2 separate regions of the Triticum aestivum genome follow, and region 2 is linked to region 1. A link is a contact called in public Hi-C data. All regions are on one chromosome and are shown on one strand. Each heading gives the region's core, a stretch centred on a gene start, on an enhancer-like site or on the middle of the called end of the contact. The rest is flanking DNA. Distances are from core to core; before and after follow the strand shown. Region 1 overlaps LOC123086917 (ATP-dependent DNA helicase pif1). Region 2 holds the start of LOC123086920 (calcineurin B-like protein 3).

The links. Hi-C and Micro-C count contacts between places; a contact is called where the count stands out from the background.
Region 2: a contact with region 1 is called in a Hi-C map of leaf, with 2.9 times the contacts expected there. The contact joins the promoter of LOC123086920 here to the enhancer-like site in region 1. A contact is called at or near these places in 2 of 5 Hi-C or Micro-C datasets (both in leaf).

What each region holds. Positions count from the first base shown.
Region 1 is chr4A:554,503,992-554,511,659 of IWGSC CS RefSeq v2.1, forward strand. It overlaps LOC123086917 (ATP-dependent DNA helicase pif1), which reads left to right. Exons shown (of 14, transcript XR_006441162.1): 4 at 7,608-7,668. Among protein-coding and RNA genes, the nearest start is that of LOC123086917, 9.3 kb to the left of the region's middle. Within about 2 kb of position 3,395, at least 8 of the 8 cell types and tissues checked have an H3K27ac peak or open chromatin away from gene starts, as enhancers often do. A contact at or near this core is called in leaf, where this site is marked.
Region 2 is chr4A:554,679,008-554,686,675 of IWGSC CS RefSeq v2.1, forward strand. It overlaps LOC123086920 (calcineurin B-like protein 3), which reads left to right and starts at 3,670. Exons shown (of 8, transcript XM_044508776.1): 1 at 3,670-4,095; 2 at 4,224-4,306; 3 at 4,430-4,489; 4 at 5,192-5,300; 5 at 6,234-6,286; 6 at 6,842-6,922; 7 at 7,424-7,536. The coding sequence starts at 3,975.

The DNA of each region.
Region 1 (7,668 bases), core at 2,145-4,644:
AGTGAAACCACTGTTGACGATAAGGGCTTTGTCATGTATAGACGTCGTGATTCTGGTATAAAAATAAATAAGAAGGGCACTGAACTTGATAACAGACATGTTGTTCCGTATTGTATGAAACTGTTAAAGAAATTCCAAGCTCACATCAATGTAGAGTGGTGCAATAAAAGTGAGGTCTTAAAGTATCTTTTCAAATACGTGACCAAAGGAACAGATCGTTCAAACGTTGTTTTCACAAAATACAAAAAGAGGAAACATGGTGCTGCTGATGATGCTAATGACGTGCCAGAAAGTTCTTCTGCCACAAAACGTACAAAGGTTGAGCTGAGGGGAAAATTAGGTGCTAAAAAATATGAAATAGATGAAATAGCTAATTTCCTGAAAGCTCGATATCTTTCTGACAAAGAATCTCTTTGGCGAATGTATGGTTACGATATACACCACCATTACCCTGCTGTTGAACGTCTTGCCTGTCATCTTCCAAACATGAACAATGTTATCTTTAAATCGACCACCAACTTACCATCATTAGTTTCTACACCTTTCCTTTAACGAACATCCCTCACTGCGTGGTTCGAAGCAAATACACAGTTTCCACAGGCTAGATGTTTGACATATTGTGAGTATCCACGACATTTTGTTTGGATTTCAGAACGCCGTAAGTGGGATGAAAGACGAAATGGTACAAAGATAGGCCGCATGTACCACGTACCTCCAAATGTCGGTGACTGTTATTACCTACGAATGCTTCTTATGTATGTGAAAGCAGCTGAGTCGTACGAAGATGTGAGAACCTTTGAAGGTATTGTATATGACACATTTAAAGAAGCGTGTTCTGCAAGAGGTTTGTTAGGTGATGATCAAGAGTGGATAAAAGCTTTTGATGAAGCTGTTCGCTGGGGTATGGGCCGACAGATTCACTCACTTTTCGTTATGATGTTTATCTACTGTGGTATAGGTGACGAGCGTGCTTTTTTTGAAAAATATTGGCAAGCTATGGGCGATGATATAGTATACAACTTGCGACGCAATTTAAATAATAAGTCATACAATGTGCCCGATGACTCTTTAAAACACATGGTTCTACAAGAACTGCATGAATTGTTCCTAAAAAATGGTCATAGCCCATCGAATTACAACTTGCCTCCTCTTGTTGACAGCAGTTCAGATGCATTTGAAAATTGACTGGTTGATGAAGAACTATCATATAATGTACCGGAGCTATTGGTTCAAAGCCCAATCCTATATGAACGGCTAAATACTGACCGACGCATTGCATACCATCGTATTGTCGATAGTGTCACCACTGGCCCAGCAGCGCTGTACTTTGTGTCTGGCTATGGTGGAACCGGCAAAACCTTCCTATGGACTTCTATTACCACATACCTATGATCAAAACGTTTGGTTGTTCTTACAGTTGCATCTTCCGGTGTTGCATCATTGCTTCTTCCTGGTGGAAGAACAACACATTCACGATTTAAAATACCCATTGACATAGATGAAATCACCATTTGTGATATGAAACGTGGTACAATGCTTGCGCGATTGATCAAATCAGCTGCGCTTATAATATGGGACGAAGCTCTAATGAGCCATCGGCGTTGCTTTGAAGCAGTTGATAGATCTATGCGTGATGTGCTTTCTGAAGATAACCAGGAATTAGCTTTGCTTCCTTTCGGAGGCAAGGTAATGGTGTTGGGTGGTGACCTTAGGCAAATATTACCCGTTGTAGAAGGTGGTGTAAGAAGTCAAACTGTTAATGCAGCAGTCACAAGTTCACATTTATGGGCACATGCACAAGTTTTGCACTTAAACATTAACATGAGATTAAAAGCACCATCCCTTGACCCAAATTCTGCTGTCCAGTTAGCACATTTCAGTGACTTTGTTTTGGCTGTTGGTGATGGAACATTCCCTGCAGTTCGTAGAGGTGATGAAACCGAAGCATCTTGGATAGAACTTCGTTTGGATCTTATGATCATGGAAGGTGATAATAAGATACGTGCAATGATAGAAGCTGTCTATACTGACTTTCCTGATAAATTTATGGATCCAACATATCTTTGTGATCGTGCGATATTATGCCCTACACATGACGTATGTGATGAGATCAATGATGTTATGCTAACTATGGTTCCAGAGCAAGCTAGAGAATACTTAAGTTATGACTGCGTCTCAAAAATTTCTGAAAAATTTAGTGATATGGAAGCTATTTACTCAATTGAATACTTGAACATGCTTAGTGTCAACAATTATCCAGAGCATCGTTTGGTTCTGAAAAAAGGTATCCTGATTATGCTCCTGCGAAACCTGAATCCAAGTGATGGTCTTTGTAATGGCACACGAATGCTGATCACAGACTTAGGAGATCGGTTGATTGAAGCAAGGATTCTAACTGGTTCCAACGTAGGTGAAACTGTTTACATCCCTAAGATCATGCTTTGCACCAAAAACAAAAAATGGACATTCAGTCTAGAACGCCGTCAATTTCCAATAAGAGTTTGTTATGCAATGACCATCAATAAAAGTCAGGGGCAATCTCTTAATGTGGTTGGACTTTATCTTAGAAACACTGTGTTCTCACATGGGCAGCTCTACGTAGCTCTGTCCTGTGTCACATCAAGGGCAGGTCTGAAAATTGTGATAGAAGATGATAAGCAGAATTACACAAGGTGGACAAAAAATATTGTCTACCGTGAAATATTTGGATCACTGCAGTAATTCAAAGATGTACACTAGTACAGTATGTATATGTCAATACTGTATAGATATTATCGTTGCACAGAAATGCTTGTCTATTTTCTACACTCACCTACTATGACGTTTACTCAATTTTCTTGGGACCCGCACTTCTATTATATTGGTGTGACGCCCCAAGACCGGCGCTTCAGATGCCTTCCAGGGTCTCCGGGTTTCGTCGTTTGTTTTGTTTGGTTCGTTGCATCATGTGCATTACATCATGTCATCATGCCATCTTTTCTCAAAGCTAACTAAAACTCTCTTAAATAAATTGTGTGGATCTTCGATCCATTTAAATCGAGGGAGTTCACAAGGTGAAATTCTCTTTATAACATATAAAAATCTCCTACTATTTTAGGGAGCTATATTGAAATATTCCATTAGTGTGGAACCACCCTCAAACACACTTGCAGTTTAAATTATATGCCTTTCATGATTTACTTTCCAACCTTCTCCAAACCCTATGCCCAATTCTTTCCCTAACCGTTGCTCTTCTCTCTTTTTCTCCTTTTTTTTTTCTATAAGAGAAGAGAAGTAATGAGAGAGGGAGCCCAGCTACCAACCCATTTGGCCAAGGCCTCTCGCAGCCCATCAGCCAGCCCACCACCAAAGTGGCCCAAGGTCCACCTGCTAACCCTAGCCCGACAACATCTCCCTCATTTCCCTCTAGTGCGCCGCCACCTCCCACGACAACAGCGAGCCCCGCTCGATCCCCTCGCGCACCCCATCTCCCTCGAACCCCTCCTCCTCTTTCGTTCCTCCCAGCGCCGCTAGGAGAGCACCGCACGCACACGCAACCATCGCTCGGTCTTCTCCTCTCGCTCGTCTCCTCTCCCCTTCCTTCGTTCCTCTCGCCCGTGAACCATCTCCGCCTGATCTCCACCTCTCCTCTTGCTTCTCCTCGAGCCAGGGGACGAGCCCCCGCGCCCGATCCCCCCAGCGCCGCGGCGACGACCGAGCCGTCCCCGGCAAAGCCCCTTCTCCTCCACCTCTCTGCGCCTCCTCGCGCGCGCCGTGACCACCCCTCAGGGCCAACATCACCGCCTCTGCTTCGTCGAGCAGCACCATCCACCAGGCCGCCGCATCACCAGGAGCTCTTCTTGCCCCATGCGCCGCCGGCCGTCCATGGTCGCAACCCCGTGTGCTCCGCCGCCCTGCGCCTCCGCCTCACCGGACCTGCTCCATCCTCCGCTGCTGCCGCGAGCCCACCATGGCGCTGCTGCTGGGCTTGCCTCCCGCTGGCCCCTGCTGATGCCATGGCCGCCTCGTCAGCAGCTTGCCTCAGCCTCTCGTGCTACCCCGCCCGGTCTAGCCTCGGCTCCGCTAGCCCCCTGCATCGCTTCCTCACCAGGAGCTGAGCTCCATCCAGTTCGGCGCCACTCCCTGTACAAGTTCAATTGCATCGGTTCGCCTAGGTTGTTCGTCCTCTACTCGCAGCTCCATCCATGGCAGCCTCTGTTCGTTGACCACCGAGACTGAGGCCCTTTTGTGTTGCTTCGCTTTGGATGCGCCAAGATCGTCTCCGACAAGTGTATGACTACATGGTGACTCGTGTGTACCACTACCGTCGCCCCGAAGACGTTGGAGTCATCAAGTACCCCTCCGAACGAATGTGAACGACTACCATCGCAAGAACGGGACCGGCGGGTCCGAAGACCCCAAGTACCACGATAACCCCGAAGGGAGACGAGTTCGTCAAGTTCATCTTCGAAACGTGTACCACTACCGACGACTGAGACCCTGGATTCGACAAATTCCTCACGGTGACCCTGAACATCTACTGGACATGCACGACTTCGAACCGTGTACCACGTCGAACATGTACGGCTACACGACGAACCGCCTATACCCTGAACGACTACCGCCGCCGAAGTTCGCGAGTATAACTACTTCCACAACGCGTCGTGTACGACTATCGTCGCTTGGGTTTGACAAGACTCCGAGTACCACTACGTTTGCCAGGTACAACTACACCAAGTCCGGACCGACCAGTGCCTTGAGAACGTCTGTACCTCTTCCGTCGCCGAGGATCGAAAGTACCACTACGTCCCATCGAACTCGAACCGTCTCGTTTGCACGCTTCGAAGGTATAACCACCGAGATGACCGTCCGTGGGTGAATGCTTGCGATGTATGAGTTGCACCCTATGTTTGCACCGTGTTCGAGTTGTCACTTGCTTGGTCCTCATTGCCATGCCGTCCATCCGTGGGAACCCGGAATCCGGGATCACCCCACCATCTTTTGCATGCATCCGCACACTTCTCCTTTGCATCGGTATCTCAATCGAGTTACCGGAACCGGAACGCTGCCGTGGCACCGTTTTCGTTAACGTTGCCGTGGCACCGTTTTCGTTATCGTTGCCGTGGCACCCCTTTTCTTTCCACCACGGTGACAAATGCTTCATAATGCTTTTGTCAAAATTTTATTAAAAATTGCATAACTTGCACATGTCATCCGCATCATGATAACAACATTTAAAATGCTTAAATTGTTGTTTGCATTTAAATGGCTAAATGCATATGAGGATTGTCCGGAATTGTTGTTCGTTGTTTCCGGCCTCATTTAAACTTGACTAGATAGGTAGTTTTACTTTGCTTCACCCTCTTACCATGTTTAACAACATTTAATATTGTTGGGTACATAAACGAGCTCCACTTAATTTGTAGGTTTGTTTTGTGCATTTTGCCCTGCCTCTTTTAACCAGACATGCATCATACTTGATTGTGCATCATGCCATGTTTATGTGGTGGTTGTTTATTATGTTGTTTGCTTCTTTCCGGTGTGCTTCTTCGGGTTGGTTCCGATAACGTCGCGTTTGTGAGGATTCGTTCGACTACGTCCGTTTATCTTCTTCATGGACTCGTTCTTCTTCCTTGCGGGATTTCAGGCAAGATGGCCATACCCTCGAAATCACTTCTATCTTTGCTTGCTAGTTGCTCGCTCTTTTGCTATGCCTATGCTGCGATACCTATCACTTCCTTATCATGCCTCCCATATTGTTAAGCCAAGCCTCTAACTCACCTTGTCCTAGCAAACCGTTGTTTGGCTATGTTACCGCTTTGCTCAGCCTCTCTTATAGCGTTGTTAGTTGCAGGTAAAGATTGGAGTTTGTTTCATGTTGGAACATGGATATTTTGTTGGGATATCACAATATCTTTTATTTAATTAATGCATCTATATACTTGGTAAAGGGTGGAAGGCTCGGCCTTATGCCTGGTGTTTTGTTTCACTCTTGCCGCCCTAGTTTCCGTCATATCGGTGTTATGTTTCCGGATTTTGCGTTCCTTACACGGTTGGGTTATAATGGGAACCCCTTGACAGTTCACCTTGAATAAAACTCCTCCAGCAATGCCCAACATTGGTTTTACCATTCGCCACCTAGCCTCTTTTTTCTTTGGGTTCCGCAGACTCAAGGGTCATTTTTATTTAAACCCCCCCGGGCCAGTGCCCCTCTGAGTGTTGGTCCACCTTGTCAGCTGCCGGTGGCCACCAGGGGCAACTCTGGGCTGGTCTACCAGAAGTTTGGAGAATCTGAATGTGCCCTGAGAACGAGATATGTGCAGCTCCTATCGGGATTTGTCGGCACATTCGGGCGGTGTTGCTGGACTCGTTTTACCATTGTCGAGGATGTCTTGTAACCGGTATGTCGAGTCTGATCGGAATGTCTTGGGAGAAGGAATATCCTTCATTGACCGTGAGAGCTTGTGATGGGCTAAGTTGGGACACCCCTGTAGGGATTTGAACTTTCGAAAGCCGTGCCCGTGGTTATGGGCAGATGAGAATTTGTTAATGTCCGGTTCTAGAAAACCTGAAGTTGACCTTAATTAAAATGCATCACCCGTGTGTGTAACCGTGATGGTCTCTTCTCGGCGGAGTCCGGGAAGTGAACACGGTGTTGGAGTAATGCTTGACGTATGTTGTTCTAGGATCACTTCTTGATCATAGTTGTTCGACCGTGCTTTTGCCTTCTCTTCTCACTCTCATTTGCGTATGTTTAGCCACCATATATGATAGTCGCTTGCTGCAGCTCCACATCATACCTTTACCCTTCCTATAAGCTTAAATAGTCTTGATCGCGAGGGTGTGAGATTGCTGAGTCCCCGTGACTCACAGATACTTCCAAAACTAGCTTGTAGGTGTCGATGATATCGTGCAGGTGACTCAACCGAGCTCAAGGAGGAGCTCGATGAAGACCTTGTTCGTTCTGTTGTTCCGTTTCCAGTTGATCAGTAGTGGAGCCCAGTTGGGACGATCGGGGATCTGTGTAGCTTTTGGGGTAGTCTTCTTTTATTTTGGTTCCGTAGTCGGACCTTGAGTGTATTTGGATGAATGTAATGTTATATTCATGTAATTGTGTGAAGTGACGATTGTAAGGCAACTATGCATCTCTTTTCCCTTATGTATTACATGGGTTGTTGTGAAGATTACCTCACTTGCGACATTGCTTTCAATGCGGTTATGCCTCTAAGTCGTGCTTCGACACGTGGGAGATATAGCCGCATCGAGGGCGTTACAATTGGTACCTACATTCACCCTTCCACTTCTGTTGGTTCGACTATTTTTCTCGTTAGCTTTTGTCCTTTTGTTAATTTGTAGATGGCTTTGAACTATGTGTCTGATGAGTCGGCAGCAAGTCGGCACTGGTCTGCAATTAGAGTTTATTATGCAATGATGAATAAAAGCCAGGAACATTGTTGGAATGCGGTTGGCCTTTATGTTAGAAAACCTGTACACATGTTGAGCAGAATCACACACGATGGGCAAAAAATACTCTCTGCCATGTTACTGTGATATTTTTTTTGATTTTCTTGCCGCTCACACTTCTATTGTAGTTCATCTTCTGTTGCTTAAAAGATTTTTCTCTTCAGCCTTTGATCTTCTTCTTAATTTGGAGATGGCTTTCGACTCTCTGTCTGATGTGTCGCCAGT
Region 2 (7,668 bases), core at 2,420-4,919, 180 kb after region 1:
GTCCACCCACATATCAAATTATCAAAGTACCGAACGTGAATCATATGATCGTGATGAAAACTAGCTTGACGATAATTCCCATGTGTCCTTGGGAGCGTTTTCCTTCATATAAGAGTTTGTCCAGGCTTGTCCTTTGCTACAAAAAGGATTGGGCCATCTTGCTGCACCTTATTTACTTTTATTACTTGCTATTTGTTACAAATTATATTATCACAAAACTATCTGTTACCGATAATTTCAGTGCTTGCAGAGAATACCTTGCTGAAAACCGCTTATCATTTCCTTCTCCTCCTTGTTGGGTTCGACACTCTTACTTATCGAAAGGACTACGATAGATCCCCTATACTTGTGGGTCATCAATGGACTTGGACGGTGAGGAGGCGGTTGCGACGCTGTTGGAGGAGGAAGTCGATGTCGACGCCCAGGACGAAGAGCATCTCATGGTCCTCGCTGCCCTGGCAAGCCTGCTCGCGAGCAATGCAAAGCCGCAGCGAGGTGGCTCGGCGCCGGGCCGGCTGAAGGCGAAGCAGAGGCATCGACTGGAAGGCTATTGCTTGCTCTACTCCGACTACTTTGTCGACGCTCCACTACACAACGACAAAGTATCTCGGTGCCTTTACCGGATGAGCCGAAAGCTCTTCCTCGGGATTGTGAATTCCATCCGGGAGTTCGACAGCTACTTCAAGTGCAAGAAGGGTTGCACTGGCACACTTGGATTCACCTCACTCTAGAAGTGCACGACATCTATGAGGATGCTTGCATACGTAGCTCCCGGTGATTCACTGGAAGACTATGGACGCCTGGCCGAGTCCACGAGCATTGAGTGTTTCTACAAGTTTTACAAGGCAGTGGTGGCAGTGTTTGGACCGCAAAACTTGCGATCACCCAATGCTGAAGACACTGCTCGGATCCTAGCACAAAATGCAGCAAGCGGATTTCCTGGGATGGTTGGAAGCATCAACTGCATGCATTGGAAATGGAAAAACTATCCATTTGCTTGGAAGGGGATGTACAAAGGCGCCAAAGGCGGTTGCAGTGTGGTACTTGAGGCAGTGGCCACACACGACCTATGGATTTGGCACTCCTTCTTTGGTATGCCAGGAACTCACAATGACATCAACGTACTGCAGTGCTCCCTTGTCTTCGCCAAGCTTGTCGAAGGTCATTCTCCTCCGGTGAACTTCGAGGTCAATGGGCGGCACTACAACAAGGGATATTACCTAGCAGATGGTATCCATCCGAGATGGTCCATATTTGTGAAGACTATCTCAAGCCCCGTGCAAGGAGGCAAGAACTCCCACTTTTCAAAGGTTCAGGAGGCTTGCAGGAAGGATGTCGAGCGGGCATTTGGTGTGCTCCAATATTAATTTGCTATTATCCAGTACCCCGCTCAGATCTGATCGAAAGATCAAATGTGGGAGATCATGACTTGCCGCATGATCTTGCACAACATGATCCTTGAGAGCGAGTAGGAAGAGCCAGTGTTTGGAACTGAACCATATTACATGCAGGGGCATCTTTCCCAAGTTGATCACCACCTACCGGCAATCTGGACTACCTTCCTCAATATGCGCTAGGAGATCCGAGACCCACTGGTGCGTCAACAACTGTACCAGGATCTGGTGGAGCACCTATGGAGGCTCAAGGGCAACGCCTAGCTCAACGTGTGATGAAATATGAGTTTTTCTTTGTTGAACTATATAATTTATATTGAACTATTTGATTTTTATTGATTTTCTGTGATGAGCTATGTGATAAAAAAATAGCTTCTGTTGAATTTGTGCCCAAGCACGCCGAATACGGGGCGAAATTGGTCAATTTGCGCCGATAGTGGGCCAATTTGCATCGAAAATGGGCTGAAAAGTGGGCCAATTTGCGCCGGAAGTGGGCTAAAATCGGCGCCTGAGGGCGGCAACTGGGAACCCAATCGCCCGCGCGTCGATTTTTCAGCCGGCGCGCCCCCAGGGCGGCGCTATTTCAAGCCACTGGGGGGTCGAACGGCTGGAGATGCTCTAAGTGTGAGAACAATCTTTTCGCAAAAAAGCATGAGAAGAGTTAGTCTATCTACTTGCAACACATGGTGTACTTGTATTCATGCATCATTATGAATTATCCAGTTCAAAATATTCGAATACACTACTTGATATATCTCTTTTTCATAAATGTGAGCATGTAGTTATTGTTTCGTTACAAGGAGATTGCACACATATTATATTTTTGTTGTGAGAGTTGATCTTAATATGTTCACTATTCTCTTAGTCTTCCTTTTATCAACTCATAGAGATGGGACAATAAAAACCCATATAAACACTTCACTCTATTTTTCACCCTGTGCCTTCTCCCATCACTTATCTCATCCACGCCAACTACAAAACCCTTTTTGAAATAGAGTGAAGTGTTTTTTCTTTCAGAAAATAGCGGTTTGGCTACCACGGCTTACTTGTAGGTAATATACAAGATGAGATGCAAAGAATTGATTGTTTCGTCGTGGCAAACTTGACCCTTTTCAAATCCTTCTCATTCTATCCTCTCGCGCCACTCAATCATTTCGTGCCTTCTCCCATCACTAATATCATCCGCGCCAACTATCAAACCCCATCCAAGTTGACCCGCGAGGCTCTTGAGTAAACTAATTTCATCGCGAAAAAAACTTGCACGCCCGTCTAATATACCCTTCCAGAATCACCTTTCTTTTATCATGGTCTTGCCTCAATCATTTTGTGTCTTCTTCCATCGCTAATCTCATCTGTGCAACTGTCAAACCTAATCTAAGTTGCCATACGAGGCTGTTGAGTAAATCAAATTATATCTTGTTTTCCCATAGTTTCGTGGAGTAGCACTGTCAACTTGCTAGTGTATATCGCAAAATAACATAAAAGCTTGTACGCCATTCCTAACAGACCCTTCCCGAATCAATCTTCTTTTATTGTCTCATGTCCCTCAATCATCTTATGTCTTCTCACACCGCTAATTTTATCTGTGCCAACCTCCAAACCCCAATCAAGTTGGCGTACGAGGTTCTTGAGTAAACTAATTTCATCGCGAAAAAAACTTGCACGCCCGTCCAATATACCCTTCGAGAATCACCTTTCTTTTATCACGTCTTGCCCCTCAATCATTTCGTGTCTTTTCCCACCGCTAATCTCATCCGTGCAACTGTCAAACCCAATCTAAATTGGCGTACGAGGCTGTTGAGTAAATCAAATTCTATCTTGTTTTCCATGGTTCCGTGGAGTAGCACTGTCAACTTGCTAGTGTATATCGCAAAATAACATAAAAGCTTGTACGCCATTCCCAACGGGCCTTTCCCGAATCACTCTTCTTTTATCCTCTCGCGCTCCTCGATCATCTCGTGCCTTCTCCCATCACTAATCTTATCTGTGTCAACCGCCAGACCCCAATCAAGCTGGCGTACGAGGCTATCGAGTAAACCAAATTTTCCCATGGTTCTGTGTCGTAGCACCGACAACTTGCTGGTGTATATCGCAAAATAAAATGAGAAACTTGCTAGTGTGCATGAACCTGTAAACACAACGTGGCCGCACGTCCTCCGTTGGATCGAATAGCAAGGGAGGGGATTGCGCTGACCTAGCTAGTCACGACTCGCCAAAAGGGAAATTCAAAATCGCAAACGCAACAACGGAAACACGCACACGCAAAAAGGAAAAATAAATAAATAGAAGAAATCCTCGATCCAATCCGTTCCAGCCCATACCAATCGCACCACCAGCCGACGACAGGAACCCCCGCGGCGACCCCCTCCGGCCGCCCCTCTGCTCCGCGCCGCATCGGGAAACCCTGCCGCGATCCTCCAGCCACGCCGCCCCCCGCGTGGCCGCTCGGCTCGTTCGGCCAAATCCAGTCCACCGCCCGCGGGGTCCCGATTTGCGGCCAGCCCCCCGCGGATTGCCGCCCACCCTGGAGAGAGAGACGGGCGCTGACGGACGGTTGCGGCGCGCAGTGGTGCTGCCACCATGTTGCAGTGCCTGGAGGGGGTGAGGCACCTGGGCGGCCTGCTCCTCAAGTGCTGCGGCATCGACCTCAAGCAGCCCAAGGGCCTGGAGGATCCCGAAGTCCTCGCCAGGGAGACCGTGTGTATGTCCGCGCCACCAGCTCTCTTTGCTATTAATAACGTCAATCTAAGAATAGTTCTGCTGCTAGCCCAAGCCGCGATTCATTGTGCTCTGTTTATCTTGTGACTGTGTAATGTGATTTGCGTGCAGTCAGCGTGAGTGAGGTCGAAGCGCTGTACGAGCTGTTCAAGAAGATCAGCAGTGCTGTGATAGACGACGGGCTGATCAACAAGGTTAGTGGATCAACACCCATTTCGTCAAAAGTAAAATTGATGTTGCTATCTCGGTGTATTTGTGTATATATCATGAGTGATGAATAACCTGAATTGTGATGCTTGTGCGGTGACATGGTGCAGGAGGAGTTTCAGTTGGCGCTTTTCAAGACCAGTAAGAAGGAGAGTTTGTTTGCGGATCGTGTAAGTCCACATTACACATGTGAACACGAATTTGCTGTTTGTACAGTGAAAATGCCTCTCTGTTGTTTTCTCTTCTTTTTCGTATAATTCTAATGTCATTACTGTGGAGTCACTCTCACTCTCCTTTTGGACATATTATTTGGACCTTGGAGAGAAAGAAGCACTGTTTAACATTCTGTAGGAATCATGAGCTATATATGGCGAAGGGCATCTGCCTAATTGTAGAATCGTGCAGGATTTATGGGTATTCAAGTACGTGTATGGTACTATGTAATAGGATACAGAGGATTTAAAAAGCCTGGAAGTAAATGTACTCACCACTTTCTGGGGACACTTAATTGTCAATAGAATTGCACCAGCTTTGCTAGCTAGGACTGGAAGGAAAGTTATCTCTTTAATTGAACGTTATGATCATTTATACTAAGAGCATAGCACTCCACATCCGAACAGTTTCTCATGAAAAAAGTCCTTCACAAAAGCTGATCACAGTGGCAACACATGCCATTGGCATCTCGCTACACTTATATACACCCTTCAGTCAGGCATTTCAATGATAACTTAAACCTGTATTATTTATCCTTTTAGTAAATTTGTGTGCATAGGTGAAACAGTGAAGTGGGAATGATGTTGATACTTGATACATAACATGATTTCTTTTAATATGATAGTGTATTTCCCTCAACATTTTCCCTGTTCTTCTAGGTCTTTGATTTGTTTGACACAAAACACAACGGAATTCTAGGATTTGAAGAATTTGCCCGTGCGTTATCAGTATTTCATCCAAGTGCCGCTCCTGATGAGAAAATTGACTGTAAGTTCAGAGAATCATGACATTTGCATAGTTAGATTAACTTTTAAATATGGAAGTAGATTAGTGAAAAATTTATACTATAAAAATGACACAACTACATGTATGGTAATACGTAATAAAAATGGATAATAATAATTTGACAGAACTGAATATGTTGATATGTCGCAGGTGCTATTTCAAGTTCTTACCTTGCAAAATTACATTACATGCTAGAATCAAAATATGATTTATTTTACAGGAAGGAAGAAACCAATTATAAAAGGAATGACATCTGTTAATCACTGTCTTATCTAGCTACATCCGGTCTGCAGACTTCTATATATTTATTATTTTTCTAAATGACATAACGCAACCTCTATCTACAATATTACAAGGGGGAGACTAGTAACATGCACATGTATTGTGCTTAATTCACATTTCTCTCTAGAGGGCTTGAGAAATTCAACATCATTAATATAAAGTAACATAATAGTCAATGTACCAACAAATCTATCATATTTACCAAGCTTGTATAATATGCACACATCAAGTCAGCCCTCTTGTTTGCATGATCCTCTGACATGTGTTTATGTATTTGATTTGGTCTGGATGTGAATGGATTGCATTTAGGCCTAAACTGTAAGAAAACAGAAGATTCATGATATCCTTGAGTTAGTAGGTTCATACTTGCACAAATCACATTCTGTTATTCCATTTTTGAGCCTTTTGGTGCTGTCTGAGAATGGTCTGTCACTCTGTCTTAAACAACAAACAAACAAATAAATAAGCTGTAACTCTTTCTGCTTGTTTGATAGTGCACTGTGATATATATAATGATCCAACTTTATTATTTTTTCTTTTTTGGCATAGGTTAATTCCCTTAAGCTCTTTTAGTCTTTTATATCTGATCGTTGTAAGCGGAAAAAAAAATCTTACACAGTATAATGCTTGCAGTCTCTTTCCAGCTTTATGATCTGAAGCAACAAGGTTTCATTGAAAGACAAGAGGTATTTTGCTAATCAGAATGTAATACGTGAAGTTAACATGTTGATTAGGATCAAGGATACCATTTATCTCATGATTTGTTTCTATTATTCCATATTTTTTATGTCCAGTTATCTCCCTTAATCACTTAACGATCAAGTATCATCAATGAATCCAACTCCATTGTGAGTACTTGTTGACTATGATAAGTTTGACAAGTGGTGATAGGTGGCTATTTACCACCTTACACCACTTTCTGGAACCCTAGTTAGGACAATTCAAAGTCTGCATTCCCTTACCTCTATTCAACTTGATATTGTACCAAGTGTAGCCTTGTAGCCCTTATCTGTATATCTCCTGGCTATAGGTAGATTTATAAATTAGAACTCCCCCCAAAAAAGAGAGCAGAGGCAATCTTTTGCATGATTGTGGAACTGATGTTACTTCCTTTTAGCTCGTGTATGAGCAAGAATATACGTTCTGAAGTCAAAAAATTGTGGCATATAGGCTCCTTTGTGCAAAAAATTGTTATCTTTTCCCTTATTATATTCTAATGATTTTTCTTGTTTGGCTATTAGGTTAAGCAAATGGTTGTTGCTACACTTGCTGAATCAGGAATGAATCTTTCAGATGAAGTCATAGAGAGCATCATTGATAAGGTCTGGTTAAATTCCTTGATTTCCTATACTACTATGGCTATGCATTGTACTTGTACCATGTAGAATCTTTCTGTTCAATCATGTTAAGCACCAATTCCCTTTTCTGTTCTGAACACAAGATTTTGTTTATGTTGTGCTAAAGTGAGGTGAGGCCATCATTTGTTAGCATGTCTTCCCCTAGATAGATCAAACTAGAAAGGTTGATATCCATATATTTGACTTACAATATTTGATAAACTCAGTTAAAAATATATTTGATCAAATGCTCGAATGGAGGATTGCAAATGTCTATGTGCCTATTTCATTAATGCTGTTGAGTAGGTAATGAACTTTAGAGTTATGCCATTGTGCCAAAGCTTGTTATTGCAGTGATTTTGCAGAAGGCCGCTTTATATCAGTGCATTGTTGAACAAATGCCACCCTGGCACATTGCACTAACTTACTGACATGTTATGCATTGGTCGTATTATTTTCTCAAAATTATTTCCCTCTTGTTACAAGACTTTCGAGGAGGCAGACACAAAACATGATGGGAAAATTGACAAAGAAGAATGGCGCAATCTAGTTCTCAGACATCCCTCATTACTGAAGAACATGACACTCCAATATCTCAAGTAAGATATGCTAATGAATTTGTTGTTAACTCTTTACTTTTCATCAGCTTATTATGCTCAAGTTGATTGAAATCTGCGGGGTTCAGAATGAATAATAGTATCAACTGTCCTTGAATTATATTGCCAAAATAC